3 separate regions of the Sus scrofa genome follow, and all the other regions are linked to region 2. A link is a contact called in public HiChIP or PLAC-seq data. All regions are on one chromosome and are shown on one strand. The core of a region is the stretch at or near the end of the contact, and the rest is flanking DNA. Distances in the headings are between cores, read along the strand shown.

Region 1 (3,977 bases), core at 1,308-3,807, 150 kb after region 2:
AGTTCAGGATACGTGTACAGTATATGAACTACAGGCTAGGCTAGGGATTATCATTAGTCCTAATAAAATGTATCCAGTCTTCTTTTGGGGAAAGTATTCCCATGATTTTTTTTTTTTTTTTAATGGCCGCACCTGCCACACATGGAGGTTCCCAGGCCAGGGATCAAACCTGCACCTCGGCAGCGACCCAAGCTGCTGCAGTCAGGTTCTAAACCCACTGTGCCACAGCAGGAACTCCCTGTGAGATATTTTTTTAATCCTCCTCATTCCCCCTACAATGTTATGACTTCGAACTGGGGATGAGAGACAGTTAGGGATGGCGGCCTGGGGCCCCAGCTCAGTCCAGACACCAGGCAGTTTCTGATCTTCCTGAATCCCATTCCCTCGACCTCAGTTTTCTCCTGTGTAGTCTGGGCCCTTAAAACCACCAGGGTGCTTTGTGGTGGGAAATAGCAGAGACCAAACCAGGGGACTGAAAGCAAAAAGAAACCCCAAATTTGACATTTCCGGGTACTTGCGTTATCAGGAGCCACGACCACAGTCACCTCTGCCCCCAACGCGACTCTGACACGCTACCCTCCTCCACTTTCTTGGTTGGCCTTTGCCCATCCTGGGAGAGCTCCAAAGCTCCTCCCCTCCCGCAGCATCTCAGAAGGAGAGCAGAAGCCCAAAGAAATGGAGAGCAAACCAGACAGAATCAAAGAGAAAACCAGGTAGAGACCTAGAGAGAAAGAATCAAAAGAAAGAGAATCAAAAGGCAAGAGGAGGAAACATGCCGTGAAGGACACGGGGATTCAGGGCCTCACAGAGACCAAACGGAGAGACATCCAGAGGTGGCCAGGGAAACAGCTGCCCACGTTGGGCGCAGGAGGGGGGGATGGGAGGGTTCCGAAGGCACTGGGGCACACCCTTTTAGGCCAATCCCTCCCGTTTTGGTCACGGGCACCCTAATACAGATTTTTCAGGACCCAGAAGGACCCACCCTCTCGCCCAGCCCAGTCTGACCCAGCCAGATGTTTGGTGGGTGGGGCTGCCAGCTGGAGCAGCAGGCCTCTACAGGCCCTGGGGAGGAGGCTGGTGAGGTAGCTTCCTGGGAGTGGGCAGGCAGGGCCCCTATTCTGGAGCTGGCACCCCCCGCCCCCGCCGACCCCAGCCTCCCCAGATGCCCAGATGGGGATGCATGGCAAGAGTAATCCTCTGCATGCCAGATGCGGCTCAGAAGACTTGGAGACCCACGGGATCTGCTCCCATTGACTGACTTCGCCACCTGCTCACAGTGACAGGCTGGAGTGCCCAGGTGCCAAGTAGGGCCCACTCACCGTGCGGCAGTGGGTTTGGATCTGCCACTGACAGTCCTCCTGACACTGGCCAAGTCAATTCCCCTCTCCAGCCTCTGTTTCCCCGTTTGTAAAATCATCTTTTCGGTTGTTTCCAGTGCTGACACTTGACTGTCATTCCAGGTGACTCCCTGGCTGTGTGTCGGACCCTCCTCTGGCCAAATCTGTTGCACAGAGGAGGGGAAGAAGGGGTGAGGGGGTAGCATGTTCCCTCATCCCTAGAGCAGGGTTTCCCCAATCCTTTTTGAACCCCTTTACCATTTCAATTTCTCTCCCCATGGTCCTACCAACTGAGACTGCGACCACACATGGAGTGTGTGTGGCGGGGGTGGATCTGCAGCTTTAAACTTCTAGTGGTCTCTGAAATAAAAGAATGAAAACGGGGAGTTCCTGTTGTGGTTCAGCGGTAATGAGCCTGACTAGTATCCATGAGGACGATCCCTGGCCCCACTCAGTTGGTTAAGGATCCGGTGTTGCCATGAGCTGTGGTGTAGGTCACAGATGCAGCTTGGATCCCGAGTTGCTGTGGCTCTGGCATAGGGTGGCAGTTACAGCTCCATTTTGCCCCCTAGCCTGGGAACTTCCATATGCCATAGGTGCAGCCCTAAAAAGCAAAAAGAAAAAGAAAAAAGAAAAGAAACTGGGGGAAGTAGTGAGTGGTGAGAAGATGGATGGGTGTGGGATGGGGGAGGGAATAGAGAGAAAAGGGCAGATCCAAGAAGGAATTAGGGAGGGAGGGAGGGAGGGAGAGGAGAATGATTCCCCCCAGGACACAAGGTCTTGGCCCAGCCAGCTGTGAGTGGGCAGCCAGGCTGGCCCCTCCCTTGATGCTGCCAATACCAGCTGCCAGGCAGAGGGGAGGCCCCAGAGGAGAGGGAAGCTGGGTAAAGGGAATGGAAGGCTTCCAGGGCCACCTTGCCCAACTCCACACGCTCCGCAGAGGGGCGCTCAGGGAGGGGGCTGTGAGCCAGGCAAGGCTCAGGGAGGGTGTTCCCTGTTGTGGCCAGGCCTAGAGGCAGTGGGGAGCTTGTGAGGAGGATTCAAGACGGCCTTCCCTGGACTTTCTGAAGATAGGACCAGCCTCAGATGTGACTGGGCTCGCGTGAACTGAGGGCCAGGATCACGCACGGATCATAGTCTGCGGATCAGGCCACGTGCCCACGGTGGGACCCCTTCCCCGCTCTGCACTCCACTTCTCATCTGCAAAATGTCAGGGGGTTGAGCATTTGACTGCCAGGGTTCGTTCTTGTTTCTACTGCAGCGGGTGAGTGCACGGTGGTGGGAGTGGTGGAAGGAGGGTGATGGGGCCCTCTGAGTGAGCTGGCTTCTCTGGAATCCCCAGTCTTTCCCCTGGCCAGGGCTTCGCCACTGAGATCACAAAAGCTGCGTCCCCAACCCACGTAAACACACACGCGTGCGCGCGCGCGCGCGCACACACACACACACACACACACACACATTAAAATTTTGAGTCTAGAGATTCAAGAGGTGACATAAGCTGGGGCTGCAGGCATCTCCAGCCGGTCCAACCCTTCCCTCCTCCCTTTTTACAGATGCGAAAACTGAGGCTGTGCTTTGGAATTTCCAGAGCCCGGGATTTCCCAGCCCTCCCACCCCCATCCTCCAGCCACCGCTTCGCCTCTTGCCCAGCACGGGCCGCGGCCGCTCCGCGGGGCCGCAAGCGAGGGCAGGCTGGGACTCCCGGGGGGACCCCGCCGTCGGGGCAGCCCCCACGCCCGGCGCCGCCCCGCCTCGCCTCGCCGCCTGAGGCCCGGGGAGCCAGCCACCGAGGGCGGAGGCAGGGAGAAAGCGACCGAGGCTGGGAGGGGTGGTAGCGAGAGCTCGCGCGCTGTGTATGGTCTATCAGAGGCAGCTGACCTTTGAGGAGGAAATCGCTGCTCTCTGCGCCTTCCTGTAGTAACAGCCGCTGCCGCCGCCGCCGCCGCCTCCGCCGCCGCCGCCAGGAGCCCGGGCCGGGAGCGAACGCCGGCCCCGCTGCCGGACGGCTCGGCGCGACCAGGTGGGTGGCCCGGCCGCGCGTCCCCGGCGGCGCGCGCCGAGAGGGGGCACTCGGCTGCTGCCCGGGCCCCCGCGCTCCGGGCCCCGGAGCCCGACAGCCGGCGGCGGCGTGCCGGGAACCGTCCCCGGGACCGAGAGGGAGTTTCGGCGCAGCGCTCAGCGCGGACGGGAGACGGGGGACGCAGAGGGAGGGAGGGGTCGAGGGTGGGCGCCGTCCCCGCCCGCATGGGCAGGGGGCGCTGTCGGACCGGCCAGAGGGAGACCGCGGGCACAGCTCAGGGGGTCGCAGCCCCAGAGAGGGAGCGTCTGCTTCCCCGGCTCTCGCCCCTTCGCGACCCCAGCCATGGGCCCGCCGTGACGGAGCCGTCCAGTGGGAACCGTCGGTGGCGTGGCCCTCACTTTGGGCCAGAATATCCCCGGTTCCCAGAAACGGGGACTCAGGAGTTCGAGGCAGGGGAGGGGGATTCTTGCAGCCTTCCCTAGAGGGCCCGTGGGCCTCCGCCGGCAAGTTTCTCTTTCAGTTTTTAAGCTGTTCCCCCCGGGGAAGCCCCGGTGGGGCGAGGGGAGAGGAAGAGGGGGAGGGCACCTGACTTTCGGGAGCCCCTCCCCAAGCCTCAGCGG
Region 2 (3,940 bases), core at 1,049-3,548:
GAGCGGGAGTTCTGGGGTGACATGATGCGCCACGTATCCAGGTTGGCACAGAGCTGGGGCAACAAAGAGGGGTTCACTGGTATGGGGAGGGGGTCCTGTGGGGACAACAGGCAGTGCTTGGGGGCAGGATGGGTCCCACCTGAGGCAGGGCCCTTGTGAGTGAGGATTCATGCATTCACCAAAGAGCTACGGCCCACTCTCTCTGTGCCCAGTGCTACTCTAGTTACTGGGGCTACAGAGCATCTTACACTGGAGTTGGGGAGAGGGATGATAAACAGGTAAGAGAGTAACAGAATGAGAGAGTTGGGGTGGTGTTAACTAGCTCTGAAAAGAATAAAATTGGATGATGTGAAAGAGGGCAGCGCTGCGCAGGGAAGACACTGAAGAGGTGACTTTTCAGTTGTTCCCTGAATGACAAGAAAAGAGCTAAGGAGGTAAAGTGGAGGGTAAGGGCATTCGGGGCCAAAGAAAGGGCAGGTGCAAAGGTCCTGAGATGAGAACCAGTTGGATATGCTCAAGATACAGAGAGAAGGCGGGAGGAGCAGGAGGGAGGGAGGCAGGGGCTGGATCACATGGAACTTTATAAACCCGAAGAGTTGGGAGATCATTCTAAGCGCAACCAGAAGCCTTCTGAGGCTGGCGCTTAGGTGAAGAAGGAGCCCAAACCCTGGCTCAGGAGCCTGAGTAGGGCGGGTGGGCATGGGATAGGGCCAGGCAGGCCAGGGAGGTTTCTGGTGGCAGAGTTCCAGGGGCTGAGCTGACCTGCAGGATGTGGTCAATGGCGCCATCGAGTGTCGAGGCCCTGCCTGTGCCTGGGGAGGCTGTGAGCCCAAGCACCTGCGGCAGTGGCTTCGTCCTCTGGAATTTATGCTTCAGGTACTGGCTCAGGATGATGTTGTAGACGGTGTCTTTGTGTGTGTGGTGACACTCATCCACCACCAGCAGGGAGAAGACTGCAGGAAGGTGGGGGTGGGGGTGGGGTGGGGAGGTTATGACCCGTGTTTGCAAATCCCTTCCTCCCACAAGCTTTGTTTCATGTGGCCCCCAAACTCATGGGAGAATTCCTTCCTCCTTTCACTGCTTGCAGCTGGGCCCAGGGCCAGGCAGCGGCCATTTACCTCCATTTTACAGATTAGTAAACTGAGGCTCAGCTGGGGGAAAGGACTGGCCCAAGATCCTGCATTGTAGACGGGGGTTGGTTTTTAGAAGGTGTCTGCTGCGGTTTCGTGAGCGGGGATCCCTCGTCCCACGAGATGTCCCAAGGCTTTTACTAGAACAGGAGCCCTGGAGTGGGCAGGCAGGGACTTTGGGGGCACACCGTTGCCCGCGGCCCGCGGTCCTCACCGTTGAGCTCCACGTGCTCCTCCTCCTCCTCGCTGGTCAGCGCCTTCTGTAGCAGCTCAGCTGTGCAGATGAGCAGATCATGGCTCCGGGCCAGGTGGCCAAAGCCGGCTCGTGGCCCCATGTCCCCGCTCAGGGTGGTAATGGCCCAGCGTCTGTCCAGCATGCGGCTGAACTCCTCACAATGCTGGGTCACCAGGTGTACCTGGGGGTGGAGAATGAGATGGGGAGAGGAAGCTGGAGCAGGGCCAGGGGCAGGGAAGGCAGGGTGACCCCCAGGACATGGCTCTGGGCTGGAATGGGTGAAAAGACATGTGAGCTTGGAGACGGCCACAGCTGCTCTGGAGTTCTGGAAGATCCTGAGAGGCGCCTGAGGAGTTGAGACCCTGCTGGGGGGCGGGCAGGCCACTTACCCTGTTGACCAGCACAACCACCTTGGCTCCATCCACAGTCTCCAGATGCCTCTTGGCCACATAAGCAGCCGCCCTGGTCTTGCCAGCGCCCGTGGGCAGCCATATGATGATATTCCTGCCCTCCAGAGCGGGCATGATCACCTCCCACTGGTAGGGTCGCAGCTCCATTCTAGGAATGGCAGGGAGCTCAAGACCCCTGGACCCCTCCCAGCCCAGCCTCCCCTCAGCGCCTCTCCCCACTCCCTTTGCCCGGACTCCACCCCCGCCTGAGGGAGGAGAGGGCAGGGCCACGGAGGGACCTACCAGGAACCTTATCTGGGTAGGAGGGGAGGCAGAGGACTAAGGACCACACCTGCTCCCTCAGCGTCTCACTGGCCGCTCTGCGCTCTGCGGGCTTAGCCCAGATGCCGCTGGGCTTGCTGAGAAGGAAATGGAAACTGAAACTGAAGGGAGGAGCTAGCCCAGCAGAGATCAAACTAAGACTCTCCCTTCCCTGCCCCTCCGAAAAAAACTACGAGCTTCAGAAGCAGGGCAGACAGAAAGGCTGCTGCCAGCAAGATACCCTTTCTTCCCTCCCGGGTCCTGTTGGCCCCACCCCCTGGAGAGGGGTCTTCACCGCCCGGCCCCGCCCCGCCCCCGTGAGGGCCGCGGCTGTAACCGATCCCACCCACGTGACGATGCCTGGCCCAGCAGAAGCAAGCAGGGAGACGTGGGGGGCTACGGGCAGGTAGCCATCAGCCCAGGGGTGCGGGGACAGGCGTGAGCCATGCTGGCAGAACGGGCCCTGCCTGCTGAGGCTGGGGATTCCACTGATAAATAATCACACAGAGAAAAAAAAAAAAAGAACTTTATTGTTCCCTCCAAGGGATTAATGCCAAGAAATGAATGGTCCCCATGCCCCCACCCCAGGGGAAAAACAGATCAGTGCAGAATGACGCTCGGCCCCTCCAGTCCAGGTTGAACTTCCAACCCCTGAGGGCCCGTCACTCAAGCGAAAACTGGAAATCCTGCCCTTGAGGAAACAGTGACCTGGGCCAGGCCCGGGCTTCTAAGACGCCATAGCTTAGTGGGGAGACCCGGGCTGGGGGCCACCAGCCACTCTAGAGGGGCTGGGCTCCAGACCCAGAAACCCCTCCCCAAGGTCAGACACAAGGAAGGATGGGACAGAGCTGCAGGCGTGCGGTGCCCCAGGGCCCAGAAAGGCTGCAGGATCGCGGGGTGCAGGGCCCCCGCTGGAGTGTCTCACACCGAGGGGGACCTGGGTAGGGCCACCTCAGGCATCAGATCAGAGCCTGAGACGGAGACTTTACGGGTGGAGGCCACGGTCCAGAGTCAGGCTACTTGTCGATGAGCCCGCCCTCCTTGAGCTTGAAGTAGAAGAACTTCTCCAGGGCGCTGGCGCAGCGGCAGTACTCGCTGTCTGGGGGGTTGTACTCGCGGCAGTTGGCGATGACCCGCTGCAGGTCCGCCACGAAGAGCTTCCGCGTCACGTAGTACCGGCTGCGCAGCCTCTCCGTCATGGTCTTCAGGTCTGGGGCAGCAGGGGACAAGGGCGTGCCTTTCAGAGGCCACATGGCCCAGGACGGAAGGAGCCGGGACGATGCGGGGCGGCGCAGCGAAAAGGGGAGGAAGGGGTTGGACTGGAAGGTCCTCACCGATGGGGAAGCGGATGACCTCGTAGTAGTCTGGGGCCTCCGACTTCTTCACGGGCTCCATGAAGGGCCAGGCACTGGGGTGGGACTGCAAGGAGAGCCAAGCTGGGCCCGGGCCCACGGCGCCCACAACCAGCTGGTGACTGCCCCGCCCCCATCGCAAAGCCAGATATTGGCACAGGGACCCCCAAAAGGGGGTCTGCCCACCTTGATCTGAGCCAGCAGGTTTTTGAGGGTCGTGTAGAGCTGGTCCGGGTCCTTCAGCTCTTTCCTGGGGCGAGAGAGAGGCGAGAGGCGGAGTCTGAGGCTCCTGGTCCCTCCGCCCCCACTCCCTGCTCCTCTCCCTCCGCGCAGCACTCACCCTTTCTCCTTGCCCAGCGGCTTCCAGCCCGTCTCTCCTGCAAAGCAGGGGTGGGGAGAACGCCCCTAAGAATGCCTGTCCCCACCCCCAACAGTGCGCCCCCTCCCCCACCAAGACCCCCGCTGCTCACGAATGCCAGGGACGCTCTCCACAGGGATCTGCCTCACGCCCTC
Region 3 (3,937 bases), core at 509-3,008, 140 kb before region 2:
AGATCCTCACCAGCACCTGGTAGGGCCAGTCTTTTCCACTTTAACCATTTCAGTATGTGTGTAGTAGCATCTCACTGTGGTCTTTTTTTTTTTTTTTTCCAGCACTGCACCTCCTGCATATGCAAGTTCCCAGGCTAGGGGTCATATCACAGCTGTAGCAGCCAGCCTATACCAGAGCCATAGCAACACCAGATCTGAGCCACATCTGCGATCTACACCACAGATCCCGGCAATGCCAGATCCTTGACCCACTGAGCAAGACCAGGGATCGAACCCAAGTCCTCATGGATACTAGTCAGATTCATTGTCGCTGAGCCACGACGGGAATTCCTCACTGTGGTCCCTAATTTGTGTTTTCCTAATGACTAATGACATTGAACATCTTTTCATGTGCTAATTGACTTTCCTTTATCTTCTTTGATGAAATAACTATTAAAATCTTTTGGTCATTTTGTATTTATCTGTCTTATTACGGAGTTATAAAAGCTCTTCATGTAGTGTGGATACAAGTTCTTTGACAGGTAGATGTTTTGCAGATATTTTATCCCAGCCTGTGGCCAGTCTTGATTTTCTTTCTTTTTTGTCTTTTCTAGTCGAATTCATTAACCACTGAGCCATGACAAGAACTCCCTTTTGATTTTCTTAGCAGTGCCTTTTAGAAGAATAAAGGATTTTCATTTCGATGACATCCAACTTATTTTTTCAAAAAAATTTAAAAAAAAAGGAGTTCCCAGAATTTCCGTCGTGGCACAGTGGAAGTGAACCCCACTAGGAACCATAAAGTTGCAGATTCTATCCCTGGCCTCTCTCAGTGGGTTATGGATCTGGCAATGCCATGGGCTGTGGTGAAGGTCGTAGACGCAGATCCAATCCTGCGTTGCTGTGGCTATAGCTAGGCCGGCAGCTGTAGCTCCAACTGAACCTCTAGCCTGGGAACCTCCACATGCGCCCCGCCCCCCAAAAAAAAGCAAAAAAAAAAAAAAAGGAATTCCCATTGACCGGTTGGTTTGGATCCTGTGTTGCCAGGAACTTCCAAATGTGGCAGGTGCAGCCAAGAAAAAATAAATGAAAGTAATGAAGTACTTCGACCCCTAGCCTGGGAACTTTCATATGCCACAGGTGTGGCCCTAAAAAGACAAAAAAAAAAGTAAGTAAATGTAGTAAACCTAGTTCACCTTTGGCGGGGGGGCTGGCAGGGAGAGTGGGGGAATGGGCAAGGATGTCAGCTAAGGACTTAATGAAGTGTGAGCCTGCCACTAGCAGGGGCTCACTAAATGTGTTAAATTGAAGGTTGAACCCAGCGTTCTCACGTGACCTTATGCAAATCATCACATCCCAAAGGTTTTATCTTCACATTCACGTTGCAGACGCAAATTTTAAGGCTTAGAGCCCTTACGTGCCCAGCACAGGGTCACACAGTTAATGAGTGTAACTCAGCCCAAGTAATCAGACTCCAAAATCCGTGCTCTCTCCTGATAGTGGTACATGTGCAGCGATCTTTGCCACATATGCCTTATCCCTCTTTGGAATTCTGCCTCCAACCTTCTTACTGTTTTCCTGGCTGTCAACTCTGAAAGCATTGCAACTGGAAGAACTCGCAGAAGTTACTAACAGCCAACACTGCCAGGCGCACCCGCTTAGCAGCCCCAGGCCACGCGCTGATCACAACTAGCCCGACGCGAGTCTGCCTGGGCGCATGCGCAGGCTGGCGGCGGTTGCGCCAGGGCGCAACCTCGTACGAGAGGGCGGGGCCGGAAGTCGCCCTACGTCTCCTAGTTGCTAAGAGACAGAGCTTCCAAAAGCCAGACAGAGGTTCGCAGGCTTCTTTTCCTTCCTTTCTCCCGTTTAGCGTCTCCGAATCCCGTTTCCATGGCGGAGCAAGAAGCTAATGGCTTGCGAAGCACCTTTCCCTCTTACATGGCGGAGGGCGAGAGGCTGTATCTATGCGGGGAGTTCGCTAAAGCCGCCCATAGCTTCAGCAACGTGAGTTGGACCCTGCCACTGAGGTCCTGATGATGGCTGAACGACCGTATTGTTTCCATTATTCCATTGTTAGTGATTGATGCACTGCTATCATAGATGAGTCCTTATTTGGCCATTTTCTACCGGTTCTCATCTGCATTCTGACTGGTTGTTAATAATCATCCTCTGCATTAACAGTGACCTTGTCGCCTACTTTTTTACTCAAATGTTTCGTGATTTGCCTCATTCCCCAGGGCGGCCTCAATTTCCCATCATTGCCTGGGAGGCAACTTGCCGAAGTGAAGTCTCTGGAACATGGTTGCTTATGGAAGGTGGTCGGTCATTAACGAACATTGTAAAATGTTACTGTGGGAGTTCCCTTGTGGCACAGGGCGTTAAGGATCCAGCGCTGTCACTGCAGCAGCTGGGGTCGGTTCAGTCCCTGCCCGAAGAACTTCCACATGACCCCGGTGTTTGTGTGGGGGGGTGGGGGTGGGGGGGGCGAGTTACCCTAGAATAAATCGCTCCACGCTGTTGAGTGAAGATTGAGTGCTGTTTTAGGATACCAGCATACTGCTGAGTGGCAAGCTTATGGGGAAGGTGCTGTTACTACTCCATTTTACAGATAAGGAAAGTGTTCTAGAAGTTGAATAACATGCCCAGGATCACTGGACTTAGCAAAGGGCAGAGAAAGAACTCAAACCCAGGCACTTGACTCCAGTGCTGAGGGGCTAGCCACTTTATACTACTGTACTCTCTCCCAAGTAAGCTATGGGGCATTTTGTGATGATTTCTTTTACAATAAATGGTCTGCCTCTTATTAAAAATTGGAGTAGGAGTTCCCGTCGTGGCTTGGTGGTTAACGAATCCGACTAGGAACCATGAGGTTTCGGGTTCAATCCCTGGCCTTGCTTAGTGGGTTAAGGGTCCAGCGTTGCTGTGAGCTGTGGTGTAGGTTGCAGATGCCGCTCGGATCCTGAGTTGCTGTGGTTCTGGCGTAGGTCTGTAGCTATAGCTCTGATTTGACCCCTAGCCTGTGAACCTCTGCAGTAGCAGCCCAAGAAATGGCAAAAAAAGACAAACAAACAAATGAAAAAAAAATTGGAATAGTGGGATAGTCCTCTAACCTGCCTCAAGATTTCCTTTAAAGTCAAGCTTCTCAACTGCTACCTAGAGTCTTTTGTCCCTTTGATCACCAACCACACCCTAAAACCAGAAATAATTGATCAGATGGGCCAATGAATGAGTCCAGGAGCCCTGCCCCCACCCATTCTCCTCTTTCTGGATCATGTTTCATCCAGGAGAAGCTCAGTTAGAGAGAAAAGAATACCCCTAAAGGCCTTTTCTATGAAAGAAAATAGCTACTTCCTCTTCCTGGAAGAGTAGGAAGGTTTTAGGGGTGTTTACAGTCTGATGCCTCAGGCAGGACAGTACACTGCAGACCACGGTAACAATCTCAAACAGAAGGAGGAAAGACTTGGGGAGTAGGGAAGCATTCTGCTCCCCCTTTAAGGCCAAATCATGGTTTCACTTTTCCTAGCGTTTTCATCTTATCCCCAGAAATGGTGACTTACTCTCAAGAAGGTGTGTAAAAAGAGAGGGCATGCAGAACGGTTGACAAAAATGGCAGACTGTCCTAAAATCCATTTTGTTAGCCTTCAGCATGCTTAGTCTTTGTGTACTAAGTAGCTTAGCCTTTGATTAGTATTTTGAGTGTGTTGCATAGCCATTTCAGGTTCGTGGTCGAACTTGTTACGCACCAAATACCCTAAGATTCTGAGTGAACCAAAGGAATCCCCAACACTCAGAAAAATTCAGTATATTCACAGAGTAGTTTATTTTCTTTCTTTCTTTGCTTTTTAGGGCTGCACCCATGGCATATGGAGGTTCCCAGGCTAGGGGTCGAGTTGGAGTTACAGCTACCAGCTTACACCACAGCTCACCGAAATGCTGGATGCTCAACCCACATGCGGCC

What was found. HiChIP or PLAC-seq counts read pairs in DNA pulled down with a chosen protein or histone mark.
Region 1: a contact with region 2 is called in an H3K27ac HiChIP or PLAC-seq map of alveolar macrophages. The contact joins the promoter of STAT5A here to the promoter of DHX58 in region 2. A contact is called at or near these places in 1 of 47 Hi-C or Micro-C datasets (skeletal muscle) and 1 of 2 datasets of contacts at active chromatin or transcription factors (alveolar macrophages).
Region 3: a contact with region 2 is called in an H3K27ac HiChIP or PLAC-seq map of alveolar macrophages. The contact joins the promoter of TTC25 here to the promoter of DHX58 in region 2. A contact is called at or near these places in 2 of 5 promoter capture datasets (fetal liver and liver), 7 of 47 Hi-C or Micro-C datasets (embryonic fibroblasts, mesenchymal stem cells, psoas muscle and 2 more) and 1 of 2 datasets of contacts at active chromatin or transcription factors (alveolar macrophages).

Annotation. Positions count from the first base shown.
Region 1 is chr12:20,497,365-20,501,341 of Sscrofa11.1, reverse strand. It overlaps STAT5A (signal transducer and activator of transcription 5A), which reads left to right and starts at 2,557. Exons shown (of 19, transcript NM_214290.1): 1 at 2,557-2,601. It also overlaps a transcript of STAT5B not described here.
Region 2 is chr12:20,646,111-20,650,050 of Sscrofa11.1, reverse strand. It overlaps DHX58 (DExH-box helicase 58), which reads right to left and starts at 2,298. Exons shown (of 13, transcript NM_001199132.1): 1 at 2,058-2,298; 2 at 1,755-1,923; 3 at 1,345-1,546; 4 at 763-953; 5 at 1-53. The coding sequence starts at 1,922. KAT2A (histone acetyltransferase KAT2A) reads right to left here. Exons shown (of 18, transcript XM_013980960.2): 14 at 3,898-3,940; 15 at 3,768-3,804; 16 at 3,614-3,677; 17 at 3,410-3,494; 18 at 2,587-3,285. The coding sequence ends at 3,092.
Region 3 is chr12:20,789,348-20,793,284 of Sscrofa11.1, reverse strand. TTC25 (tetratricopeptide repeat protein 25) reads left to right here and starts at 1,758. Exons shown (of 12, transcript XM_021066990.1): 1 at 1,758-1,812.